Regions from separate parts of the Mus musculus genome. Here all the other regions are linked to region 2. Evidence: chromatin contacts called from public Hi-C and HiChIP or PLAC-seq data. All regions are on one chromosome and are shown on one strand. Each heading gives the region's core, a stretch centred on a gene start, on an enhancer-like site or on the middle of the called end of the contact. The rest is flanking DNA. Distances are from core to core; before and after follow the strand shown.

The links. A called contact is a pair of places that touch in the nucleus more often than the background predicts. HiChIP or PLAC-seq counts read pairs in DNA pulled down with a chosen protein or histone mark.
Region 1: an H3K27ac HiChIP or PLAC-seq map of acute myeloid leukemia shows a contact between it and region 2, with 5 times the contacts expected there. The contact joins two enhancer-like sites. A contact is called at or near these places in 3 of 484 Hi-C or Micro-C datasets (CD4 T cells, the N1E-115 cell line and bone marrow-derived macrophages), 3 of 115 datasets of contacts at active chromatin or transcription factors (T-cell acute lymphoblastic leukemia, acute myeloid leukemia and microglia) and 1 of 9 other capture datasets (embryonic stem cells).
Region 3: a contact with region 2 is called in a Hi-C map of group 2 innate lymphoid cells, with 2.1 times the contacts expected there. The contact joins two enhancer-like sites. A contact is called at or near these places in 4 of 484 Hi-C or Micro-C datasets (the N1E-115 cell line, bone marrow-derived macrophages, group 2 innate lymphoid cells and 1 more) and 3 of 115 datasets of contacts at active chromatin or transcription factors (CD8 T cells, T-cell acute lymphoblastic leukemia and microglia).

What each region holds. Positions count from the first base shown.
Region 1 is chr9:61,447,901-61,452,101 of GRCm38.p6, reverse strand. The region is part of intron 2 of Gm34322 (a long non-coding RNA gene); the gene reads right to left. Among named protein-coding and RNA genes, the nearest start is that of Gm34322, 7.3 kb to the right of the region's middle. Within about 2 kb of position 2,416, at least 22 of the 459 cell types and tissues checked have an H3K27ac peak or open chromatin away from gene starts, as enhancers often do.
Region 2 is chr9:60,997,532-61,001,514 of GRCm38.p6, reverse strand. All of the region lies in intron 1 of Gm51680 (a long non-coding RNA gene), which reads left to right. Among named protein-coding and RNA genes, the nearest start is that of Gm5122, 18 kb to the left of the region's middle. Within about 2 kb of position 2,219, at least 126 of the 459 cell types and tissues checked have an H3K27ac peak or open chromatin away from gene starts, as enhancers often do. A contact at or near this core is called in CD8 T cells and group 2 innate lymphoid cells, where this site is marked.
Region 3 is chr9:61,424,675-61,429,063 of GRCm38.p6, reverse strand. No RefSeq gene overlaps it. Among named protein-coding and RNA genes, the nearest start is that of Gm34322, 16 kb to the left of the region's middle. Within about 2 kb of position 1,888, at least 39 of the 459 cell types and tissues checked have an H3K27ac peak or open chromatin away from gene starts, as enhancers often do. A contact at or near this core is called in CD8 T cells and group 2 innate lymphoid cells, where this site is marked.

The sequences.
Region 1 (4,201 bases), core at 1,167-3,666, 450 kb before region 2:
CCTCTTGGGTCAGAGAGAGAAAAGACTCAGCCCCTCTGAGGACTGGCGTTTGTGAGACCTGGAGCAACGTTACCAGGTTCAAACCTTGAGCTGAGTCTACCTCAGTGTGGTTCTAGGCTCCTCAGCCTCTCTATGCCTCCACCTGTGTGCATGCATATTCATGTGTGTGCACATGAACATATAGAGGAGTTACATATGCAGCATGTTTGTGCACATGCATGTGGAGGTCAGAGGGTAAGATCAGCTGTCATTTCTCAGGTGTCTTTTTTTTAATTATCTCTCACTGGCCTGAAGCTCACTAAGGAGGATAGGCTGGCTGAGCAACAAGCCCCAAGGTTGTCCCTGTCTGCACCTCCCCGGTGCTGGGATTACACTCATGCTCTACCACAGCTGGTGCTCACTCTCAGCCGTGGCTTTAAGGATTTCTCCAACAAGAAAGATAAAAGGCGAGCTAAACCCCACACGGAGACACTGAACTCTCTAAATGCACCAATGCCAAAAGGTGTCAAAACACTGAGTGGCACACAGTAGGTGTTCAGTAAATATCAGAATCTCTGAACACAGAAATTGCCTCTTACTTTGGTGGCTACCACAGAATGACAACCCCAGGAGGTGTGGGTCAGCCAGTGGGGGACTACAGGTTCCAAATAAAAAGTCTGCCCTCCTGGGAGTGGGAATGGAAATCGGTGGGGGGCATCTCTGGGACTAGCTTGAGACCTGGAATAGGGGAAGCTTTGGGGGTGACCCTAGCTGAGATTCTTATCAGAGGGGGATATAGAGACTGAAGTTGCCACCTCCTGTAGCCAGGCAGGATTCCCAGGGGAGGGCGGGGGACATCAACCCACCCACAAAGCCTTCAACCCAAAATGTGTCCTGCATACAAGATGGAGCAGTGACTGAGGGAATGGCCAACCAATAACTAGCTCAACTTGAGACCCATCTTATGTGAGAGAGCCAACACCCAACACTATTAATGATACTCTGCTATGCTTGCAGACAGAACCTAGCATAATGTCTCCTGACAAGCTTCATCCAGCAGCGGATGAAGGCGGATGCAGAGACCCACAGATAAACATCAGGAGCTTGAGGGGGTCTTGTGGAAGAGTGGAGAATAGAATTGCCTGAGCCAGAGGGGTCAAGGACACCACAAGAAGACCAACAGAGTCCACTAGCCTGGGCCCATGGGGGCTCACAGAGACTGAACCACAAACCAAAGAGCATGTAGAGGCTGGATCTAGACCCCCTACAAGTTTGTAGCAGATGTGTAGCTTGGTCTTCATGTGGGTCTCCTAACAATCAGAGCAGTGGCTGACTCTGACTCTGTTCTTTCCTTCGGATCCCTTTCCGTACCTGGACTGCCTGGTTGGGCCTTGGTGGGAGAGGATGTGCCTAGTCCTGCTGGGACTAGATGTCAGGGTGGTGTGGTACCCAGAAGGGGCTTCCCCTTCTCTGAGAACAAATGGAAGAAGTGAATTGATCTGTAAGGGTGGGACTGGGAGGAGAGGAGGGAGGAGGGACTGTGATTGGGATATAAAGTGGGAATAATATATGGAAAGGAAAAACAAGTCTGCCTTCAACAATGTATCTGATCCTTTTCACAGGGCTGGGATGGACTGAACCCCAGGCATTGTGGGTGTTAGCCACTGCATCACTGAGCTACATCTCTGGCACTTGGCTTTTTAAGACAGGATCTCATTTTGCAGCTAAGGCTAGCTTGGGTTCTATTTTTTTTTTAAGATTTATTTATTTATTATATGTAAGTACACTGTAGCTGGGAGTCAGATCTCATTACAGATGGTTGTGAGCCACCATGTGGTTGCTGGGATTTGAACTCCAGACCTTTGGAAGAGCAGTTGGGTGCTCTTACCCACTGAGCCATCTCACCAGCTCCTAGCTTGGGTTCTTAATCCTTCTGTCCATCCTCCCTGGTCCGAGCAAACCACCATACCTGAGTGTTTCTCAAAGAAAATGAAATTGGTCTGTCTCTCCACTGTATTTTAAAGTAGCCATTTTAAAGGTTTACCCACTGTCAGATCCACACCTCCCAGGGTTGTCATTCTTGTGGTAGCCCTCAAGCCCCACCTTCTCAAGCCTTGATGCTCCATGCACGCTCGCCTGCCTTCTATCCAGCCAGTTCTCAGCTTCTGTCGCTATCCCTTAAGTGGTCGAGTGTTTCAGGCTTTGCTCTCTTTAGTCCATAACTGTGACACTGTGACAAGTCCCATCACTCTTTCCAATCAGTCTCCTGTCCCAGCCTCAGTTGCTGCTCAGCACACACACACACACACACACACACACACACACACACACACACACACACGCACCGCTGTTGCAGCCCATCTACTCTGAGGCTTTTCCTCCTGGCCTCCCTGGGGCTGGTATGTTTCACTTCCCTAGTTCTGCTGAGAACTCTAAAAGGTAGCACCTTGCCGCAGGCACTGCAGAGCCCTGCCACCCCACCCCTGCCCTCACCACACCTGACCAGGGAGCACACCAAGACATCTGTGGCTTGCTCTGCCAGGCCTTCATCGATAGGGTGGCTGGCCCTGTGCTTTCCAGCCCAGTGGGGCTGGCTCTGTTCTCAGGTTGAGAAATGTTCAAGGGCCTGATTTGCCGGTCTGAGAACTAGGTGTGGTACTGGATGTCAGTGGCTAATTATGCTTAACCATTATTAATAGGTCTGCACTAATTATCTCTTGCACATAGGCAAGATTTTTACAGATGAGGTAGAAGGGCATGGGGAGGGGTGAATCTGCCTAAGGCTGCCAGATGAGTGGGTGGACAGACTGAAGCTGGCATTGAGGCATCTGGGGTGCTTAGTGGGGATTCCTCTGGGGGTGAGGAGGACATGAGTGGGTGGCATTGGGTGGCTGAGCTGGGACTGGGCCTGGGAGAGCAGTCTTCCTAGGTTGCTAGATCTTCAGACTGGCCTCTCCCTTCCCCCTCCAGGAACGCAATCTACTGAAACCTCTTATTAAAAGTATTCTGGAGGTGATAAAAGTGTCAGCAAAGATTTGCTCATTTTCTAAACTGTCATTAAAACAAAATTTATAGTCCCGGGAAATCTCAGCAGTGGAGGACAGAGGTGGGCTGGGAGAGAGAGGATGATTTAAAATCTCTCCCCTAATAAATTAAAAGAAGCTCACTTAGAAGAGAGGGCTTAAAAAGGAAATTGCTAGAAAGTCATTGCTTTCTCTGCTCCTGGTGGCCAGTGTCTTTGCAGGCTGCCAACCATGCTTCAAACTCTCTTACTCCCCCATCCCATCCTCCTGCCCTCCTGATCAATTTCTGAAGCCAAATGCCCCCACCCACCGCAGCTTGCTCAACAGATTTTGGCCAAGACCAGTCCCTTGGGCTCTGGCATTTGAATCTCAAGTGGCCTGCTTCTCATGCCCACCGCCCTATAAGAATCTGGCCCCAAAGTAGATATATCTAGTTTGGAGAGGGAACTTCCACTGAGGAATTGTCTCCTTCAGATTGGCCTGTAGGTAAATCCGTGGGACATTTTATCATTAATGTTTGATGTGGGGGAGTCCAGACCACTATGGGTGGAGCTGCCCCTGGGAAGATGGTCTTGGGGTATTATAAGAAATCAGGCTGAGTAAGCCACAGGGAGCAAGCCAGTAAGTGGTGTCTGCATCAGCTCTTACTCCAGGTTCCTGCCTCAAGCTCCTACCCTGGCTTTCCTCAAGACTGTGACCAGTCCGACGTAGGCGAGTTGCTTTTGGTGTGTGTCACAGAGCTAGAAGGCACACTGGGGCAGCCGTAGATAGAGTCCTGTCTCCAGTTAGTACTTGATTCATTATCCATATGAGGCCCCCACATGGGGTGGTGGGGTTCTTCCTATGGAATTTCTAGTAGAGGCAATATTGGCAGATCTATTAGGGTGACAGCCTGGGTTCTGGCAGCCCTACGAAGGTAGGCTCTACAATAATCCAAATGGGCAAGGAATGGTCAGAAGCAGAAATAGGGATCGATTCACTTGAGAAGAAGAACAAGAGGGCATGGTGACCTTCTACCAGCACCATGACTATCTTAAGGGTCTTGAGAGAGGGCTCAGGTTTAAATAAAGGGCAGGGGCTGTGCATAGCTCATAGACCAAAGTATGGTCCCTTCCTTGTACTGGTCCTCCTCTCTCTTGCAGGGTGGTCTGACAAATTATTAGAATTCTGTGAGATCACTTTCTGGGAAACAAGCTGTG
Region 2 (3,983 bases), core at 970-3,469:
CTCTACCAGTTACTTTTTTCCTTGACATGAACAAATAAATAGTTGACAAACTCAATCAGAAGGGCTCATTTGCTAGATGGAGAGGCAAAGGGAACAAGAAGAGGAACAGAGAAATGAGAGAAACAGCCACTGAGGCCAGACAAGGCAGCCCAGTTAGGGGAATGGGATCCACAGGCATGCAACACAGTCAGGGACAGCCCCACTCTAGTTGCTGGGAGAACTGCATGGAGAGCAAGCTGCACATATGCTACATATGTGGGGCAGGGGTGGGGCAGCCTAGTGTTTACCATGTGAAAAGCAGATGTAGTGAATTACAGGGACGTGTCACCTCTCCCTGCCTGGTGACATCCCTTCAACCCTGAGAGACGCTATGCAGACCAGCACGTAAGGGTGAGGGGGGCCCCCCACCACATCAAACATCTGGACCAGACCCTGAGCCTGGGGGAGCATCTCCCCACACAAGGCCTTCAGCGTTTCACCTCCAACATTCAGGTCAGATTAGCATTCCAAGCCAGTCATTCACTGCCAAGGACCAGGGCTCCGGCCCTCCATCATCCTCTGTTGTTGTATGTATAAGACAGCGGTGGCTATCAATTCTTGAAGGCAGGGCAGGGGCCGGGGGGGGGGGGGGTGCTTGTCTGCTGCTAGGGCCTCCGGGTGTGGTTAGGAGTCACACTGAAAGGACTGTGCCGGCCTAGAAACTGCATGACCTCAAAGCTCAAGGAGATGTGAGAGGAAATGAAAGGGCTCAGGACAGAGTACATGGAATCAGAGATGCCACAGCCAGCCAGCTGAAGTACAGTCTCAAGCTGGATGGAGTCTCTTCTACTCAAGCCTCATGGCCCTGCACACACTCGCACACACACGCACACTCGCACACACACACACACACACACGCACACACACGCACACACACACGCACACACACCACACCTGCCTGCACGCACGCAGGTTCCCACTGCAGAACACTCTTAGGCTAGGAACATGGCAGGTGTATGAACTCCCTGTGGGAGGTGCTGGGAAGGAGGATAACATCCTTGCAGGCCTCTTCCCCGCCCCTCCCTCCTTCCCCAGCCTGGTGCATCTCCTTGACTCCTCAGCCTCAGCATCAAAGATTCATCAAAGCTGAGACCCAGCAAAGCGTGTGCTTCACATCTTTAAACGCGCTTCTTCCCAATGAAAAATTCAGTGGAAAAGGCAGGAAATTGAAGGGGGTTCAAAGAGGAATCAGAGAGGGAAGGGAGGCTTCAGAAAGGAACCGGGGGCGGGGGGGGGGGGAGATGAGCAGCTCTCTCTGTTATGGCGGCACTGAAGCCACAGTACATTTACCAAGCATCTGCCTCACTTGAGGCACAGGGCAGGCACACAAGTGGGTCCTTCATATGGCAGCATGGGCGGAGGAGCACCGTGCAATTCTGGGAAAGCCATTCCGAGATCACAGAGACGGTTCTGCAGAAGAAACAGATTGGCTCCTGGGTATGGGGAGTGTAGAGTTCAGGAGGTGTGAGCCTCAAACATTCTAGAGTCTAGATTACTCATGTCCGCACCGGAGTTTAGTGCCTGCCCTTTCTATCACCTGGTAAAGGAGGAACATGCTGTGTGTGTGTGTGTGTGTGTGTGTGTGTGTGTGTGTGTGTGTGTGTATGAGAGAGAGAGAGAGAGAGAGAGAGAGAGAGAGAGAGAGAGAGAGAGAGAGAAATATATATAGACAGACAGACAGAGAAAGAGACAGATACAGAAAGAAATAGGGAGGGACAGAGAGGCTGAGAGACAGAGAGAACTGAGGCATGCATGCATGCACACGCACGCACACGCACACACACACAGAGACGGAGAGACAGAGAGGCAGAACAGAAACTGAGAGAGATCTGGTGTTGTGGGAATCAGAGCAGGGATCATTTCCAGCAGGAAACTGGGGTACCCTTACTAGAGAAGAAAACAGTGTTCCACATAATAGAAGACGAGCAAGCATTCAGGAGAGGAGGCAGGCCACCTGACATATGAACAGAGACCATGCAGCTAAGGTGCCCAGACCTCCTGGCAAAGGGCAATGTATGTCTGGCCTGTAGGGGGAGCTGGCTCCAGGGAACAGGAGGACGACTAGACTCGGATGACGCCATCGAACCACCCCCACCCCAACCCCCATCAAGGAAGGCCATGTGTCTGCAGGGGTTGAGGGAGCTCGGGTGCTTGTTCATCTCAACCCTCAGTGACTTGTCACCTATTATGAGTCATAGCTGCCCTCAAACCTCAGTTTCCTGATCTGCAAATGAAGATACCAGTCAGTCATCTAAAACTTCCTCTTCTGGCTCATTTGATTCTGGCAGCTTGGTTCTGTTGCCCATGTGAGGGAGGGGCAGGAAGCTCAGAACGACAAGATCTAACCATGGCTTCCCCATTCTCCCAAAGGGCACCCCATCACTACCCACAGCCCCCTCATGTCAAACCAGTCTCTGGTTACCAGTATCCTGTGGATGGAGGAGCCTCAGACATATGCCAGGAAGCTGTCCTAGGTCCCAGGCTCCTCCTTTCTCTATGCTGGAACATCATCCACTCTGGCCCTGCAGATGAGCAGGAAATGTCCATGCCTAAGGTAGGCAACCCAAGAGCCCTCACCAACCTGGGGTTGAGCTCAGATTCACAGGCTGCGGACCTCACCCTACTCTCTACTGGCAACGTTCAAGGTCAGACGGAACCTGATGGTAAATTTCCACATCCTGGCCAGACCTAGTGGCCCTTGAGAAGAAACCAGAGCAGAACTTACTTGTGAAATAGCAACTGACACCTAGGTAGAGTTGGCAGGTGTCAGCTGCTATGTGATATACCTACCTCCCACCCCCTACCTCCACCCCCACCCCCACTCTTCTGTGGGAAGCATGCTGACTGCCCAGCTCAGCTCTGGTACAGCACAGCAAAGTGGCTTGTGGCTTGGGCTTTGGGGTCAGAGGTGTGGTTGGGATTGCCAGCTCAACAGTTTGCTAGCTAGATGATGTTAACCTTAAATGGCTTTTCTTGTCTTTGCTGAGCCTCAGTGTTCCCACCTGTAAGACTGGAGTATGACCGTAAAGATCAAATGTGACCATGATCTTACAGAACAGGGTTCTAATAGCCATCAGCTGATAGTAGAATTGTTGCTGAGGCAGCTCAGCAGTTTGTAGCTAACCAACCAAGTGGGCTGGTTCAACTTGACTCCTTGAAGCTGTGTGGCTGGCCCCACCCAGAGTTTCAAAGCTTGATGATTCCACAGTGCCCTCTTCCTGCTTAGTGGGGCCATTACCACCATCAACGCCGTCCTGAAGATAGCAAGCCTTCCATTTCTGCCCTCTGCAGTCCTGGCCCTAGAACATGGCTCCCAAAATACAATACCACAACACTATCAACAGATGGCCCCTCCCTGAAGGTGTTGAGGTTGTCAAGGGTCTCCCTCCTCCCCCCTCCCTCATCTGTCTGTCTCTCTCTGTCTCTGTCTCTCTCTGTCTCTGTGTGTGTATCTGTCTGTCTCTCCCTCTGTCTCTCTGTCTCTCTCTCTTTCACACACACACACACACACACACACACACACACACACACACCAGCTCAACTACCATGTCCAACAACAGTCTTTTCATTTAAAAGAAAATTAAGGGACTCAGGAATATTCATTCCACAAAGACAAACACTAGGACCAGAGTTCAAGCCCCAGGATCCACATGTTAAAAAGCTGGACATAGTGGTTGGCATGACCTTGTAACCCTAGCACCGGGGAAGTGGAAGCAGGCAGTTCTCTGGGGTTGGATGACCAGACAGCTTAGCCTACTTGGTAAGTTCCAGGTCGAGTGAGAGACACTGTCCCAAAACACAAGATAGATAGCACCTAGGAGTCAGTGCTGTCCTCAGACCTCTGTTAGATCCAAAGGAAACTCCAGTTCCTCAACCTTCAAAAGCCAATCCAACTATGCAGAAATGTTCAACCTGAGCTGCATAGGAGGATTTCTGGTGGCTAA
Region 3 (4,389 bases), core at 639-3,138, 430 kb before region 2:
TCTTTTGCCTCTGTACCCATTTTCCTCCTCCCAAGACACTCTCCTCTGCAATTACCTTGGGTTTCTGAAATGACAAGATAGATCAATATCCCCGAAACAAGTACTGCAGGACAGATGGCCCCTGATGAGATCACCCCCAAAGGTGACAAAATTACCCCTGTTGGACTCTGAGGGTGCATCTCAGAGCAGGAGCAATCATTGCAAGGGAACTAGATTGCTTCCCTCACAGAGCAACCACAATAACCGTTCAGTCACATCACTGGCCTGGCTAGTCACCTGTGCTTTCAGCTACACAAACCCCACCCCTAGCTCCCCAATACCTCCCACTATTTCCCTTTCCTATAAAATTTCAGCATCCCTTCAGCCCTTGAAGACAGGTGTGGGTTTACTGCAGCTCTGTCTGTTTTTCCTAATGAGCTCCCACCCATCAACGAGTCTTCTCTTCTCTTTGATTGGCATATTGGCATGGCATCCCAGCCTATTGCGACTCTCAGAAGTGGAGCTTTTGAACTAAAATTGCAGAGATAAACCTTGATGATCCAGCTAGGAGAAACAATGCCTTTTGGGCATTAGCCAATCCCAATGGCTCAGTCTCTGATGAAGATGGGAGACTGATTGGTCCCACACAATTGCTGTGATTTGTTTTGTTCTTGGGACCTCTCCTAATCTCAGCTTGGGGAGTCTTTCTACCACTACTCATGAAGCCAAGAAGTAAGTATGTGGACTCACAGGAAGAGCCCTCCATCTTTTCCTACAGTGCACACTGGGCCTCTGGATTTTTGGAGGTTTTTGTTGCTGTTGTTGTTGGTGGTGGTGGTGGTTTGATTTGGTTTGGTTTGGTTTTTCTTTTGTTTGTTTAAACTCTGAGATTCTGGAATCAAGCCATTTGTTTTTGACAAGGAAATTTGAAATTATGCAGGAACAGCTGTACCAAATGTCGGGCAGAGATACAAGGTAACTCAAGGAGCCAGGATGTTGGGAAATCTCTCTTGGGCTTTGTTTAACATGGAGTCCTAAGTCTGTACTGTGAGGAAGGCCCCGGGAGAGTGCTGGTCCAGCCAAGGAAAAGATGGTGAGTTATGTGAGCACAGCCTGAGTTAGCACTGGATGCAAAAGCCTCGAATGGTTCATTATGGGGTTCTCTCTCTCTCTCTCTCTCTCTCTCTCTCTCTCATTGTTTTACAGTAGGAATTATTTTGTCTGACACTAGGAACATGAGCTAAAACGTATGACGCAAAACCCAAAAGGCACTGTAGATGATTCCACTATTACTTCTTGATTTCTGCGGTGAGAAGCTGGACTTAACTACATTATGGTATACCAGACCAGCACTTCTGGCATAGGACTCCATCTACATTCACTATCTAATGAATTTACATAATAAGTGAGGGCCCAACATACAGAAAGAGATATACCCCGGGTGCTCCCAAAGCACTCCCCAAACCCTGCCTGAATCTAAGCAAGCCCTAGAATCTAACTGCAGATTAGCAATCAGAAAAAATTCAAACTGTATTGAAACTCTAAAGATAAATAGTTGGGTAAGAGAGGGAGAAAGAGATCTTAAAAGATATAGACTATATTTGGGTTATAAATCACAGAAAGAAATACTGGAAATTATGAAGCCTGAGTGAGAACAATAAATGCATTTTACTGCTGTACTTATCACTGTTCTCATCTCTGTGACAAGCGCCTGACAGAAGCTGGAGGACATTGTTCTGGTACAAAGTTTCAGGCCATCATGGTGGTGGTGGTGGGCGTGGCAGCGGGCTGGAGTGACTTGTGGCCAGGAAGTGGGAAAGTTGGGCAGCTAGTCTTCACATCTTGATAATAGGTCAGGAAGGAGGGTGCTCTGACAGGAACCGGAGGTGAGGTCACATATCAAACGGGGTATCAAAGCCTGCCCCCATTGACCCACTTCTGCTAGAAATACCACAAGTCTCTAAGCTTGCACACACCCCCAAAGCAGCCATGCTAGCTGGGCACCATGTGTTCAAGCACATGAGCCCGGGGAAAGCATGTCACAGCCAAACAGAACAGTGGTACTTGCGCTAAACGGTGGTAGTCAGGGTATATTTTACAACTAGATCCTACCTTTTGGACTTGGTAAAAATTCTTACTCTTTCAGTGATGAACTGTCTGCGGCTTCCCAGATAAGCATCCAGTGGAAGCGATACATCGTGAGTGGATGAGCTGGGGTGCTCAGGTGTGATTTCCTGAGGGCAAGTGACAGCTTCATGGAGTCATTACACTGTCCCCCTCAACTGTCTATGCTTGTAGTTCACAATCAAAAAGCTAAACAAACCTCACCCACATCGTTTCTGCATGAGACAGCTGCTCTCGCCTGCTAACAGAATCATTAGCACAAGACAGCCAGGAATGGCTCGCGTAGGCTCCCAGAATGTGTTGGTGGATGGTAAGGTGCTGGGCTGGGGACTAGAGAGATCAAGTGTTTCCCAGGTGACACAGTGAGCTACAGGAGCTGGGTTCTTTACTCCTGGGAATGCCATGCCACCAGAGACCCTGTCAGTCATCAGAAACCATTGTGGCGGCAACTCCTCACGAAGTTTGATCTTCCCAGATCTCCTATTTCCTTAAATCTTTAACTGTAGAGTATATAAGTATAAGGGGAAAAACATACCAGATCAACTACACAAATTTCTAAACTACATTCTAATGTTTTCTTAAGGTTCTCTCTCTCTCTCTCTCTCTCTCTCTCTCTCTCTCTCTCTCTCTCTCTTCCCACCCCCCCCCCCCCCCCACTGTTAGGGATCAAACTCAAACTCAGGGCCACATAAGTGGGATTCTCTACCACTGAGCCACAATCCCACACTTACATTTTGAGGTATGATAGGTGAATGTGGACGCCTCCTGCTCTTGTTTCTCTTCTTTCCCTCTCCTGGTGTGCTGGAGCGTTCTCTCAGCTCAGGTCATTATATGTCCATGTCTACATCATCTGTACCTATCTATAATCTATTGTTCATCTTCTCCCTTATCATTTATTATCTATCATTTATCTATTACCTATCTAAATGTCTATGCTCAAATAGTTTTTTGTGTAGATTTGTGTCTTACATAAACAGAACGATATCTCTGAGACTCGCTCTCTTCTCTTCTCTTCTCTTCTCTTCTCTTCTCTTCTCTTCTTTTCTCTCTCTCTCTCTCTCTCTCTCTCTCTCTCTCTCTCTTTCTTTCTTTTTTTTTCGAGACAGAATTTCTCTGTATACCCCTGGCTGTCCTGGAACTCACTCTGTAGACCAGGCTGGCCTCAAACTCAGAAATCCACATGCTTCTCCCTCCCAAGTACTAGGATTAAAGGCGTGTATCACCACTGTCCGGCGAGACTCACTCTTTTCAAACAGCATTGTGTTTTGAAACTTACCCTAGTGATACATAAAGTTCTGGCTCATATATTTTAATACCTGTAAATGATCTTATCATATAAGAACTAGCATACGTTTAAAAGAATTCTTTCCTCATTAAGATCAGGGTGTTTTGCTCAAATGAGGAAGCAACTCAGGTCCACCCACATTTCTTTGTAGACTTGAGGAAAAGTTTCTGTAGGGTTCATTCTTGGGCATGGAGTTGTCAGGTCTTAGAGAGGTGAGGCGTCTCCCACTTGCAGGTCGCCACTCTGTTCTGCAGAGCGGCTGAACCTGTGCACACTCTCCCAGAGTATTTGACAAGACGAATCTATCCCCATCCTCCTGTCAAACCCACACGCCTGCCAATCCACTGGGAGGAGATTGTTCCCGCTGTGATTAGTTGTTTGCATTTCCCTCAGAACTAGCAAGATGAAGGCTTTCTGAGCCTTTACCAGCCTATCTGGCTCCCTTTCCCTTGGGTCCCTGCCACTGTCTTCTACCTACTCCTCTAGCTTTTCGAATTCACGTGCTGATTCGGAAGAATCTGAATTTGTCATACAATCCAGGTGCCCTTGTTTTGCTGATGGTAAGTATTGCATTCCTTTATTTTATTACTGTTTTCTTATTTCTTGTTGGGCATTTTTTGTTGTAAAGACAATTTGAATTTTAACATCAAATTTATCTATCTATCTATCTATCTATCTATCTATCTATCTATCTATCATCTATCTATCTATCTATCATCTATCTATCTATCTATCTATCTATCTATCTATCTATCTATCATCTATCTAGCTATCTATCATCTATCTATCTATCTATCTATCTATCTATCTATCTATCTATCAATCATCTATCTATCTATCTATCTATCATCTATCTATCTATCATCTATCTATCATCTATCTATCTATCTATCTATCTATCTATCCATCTATCTATCTATCATCCTATCATCTATCTAATCTATTTCTCATGATAGCTTTGTTTCCTAGGCTCTGTTCAATGGCTCTTTCTCTCCTCAGGG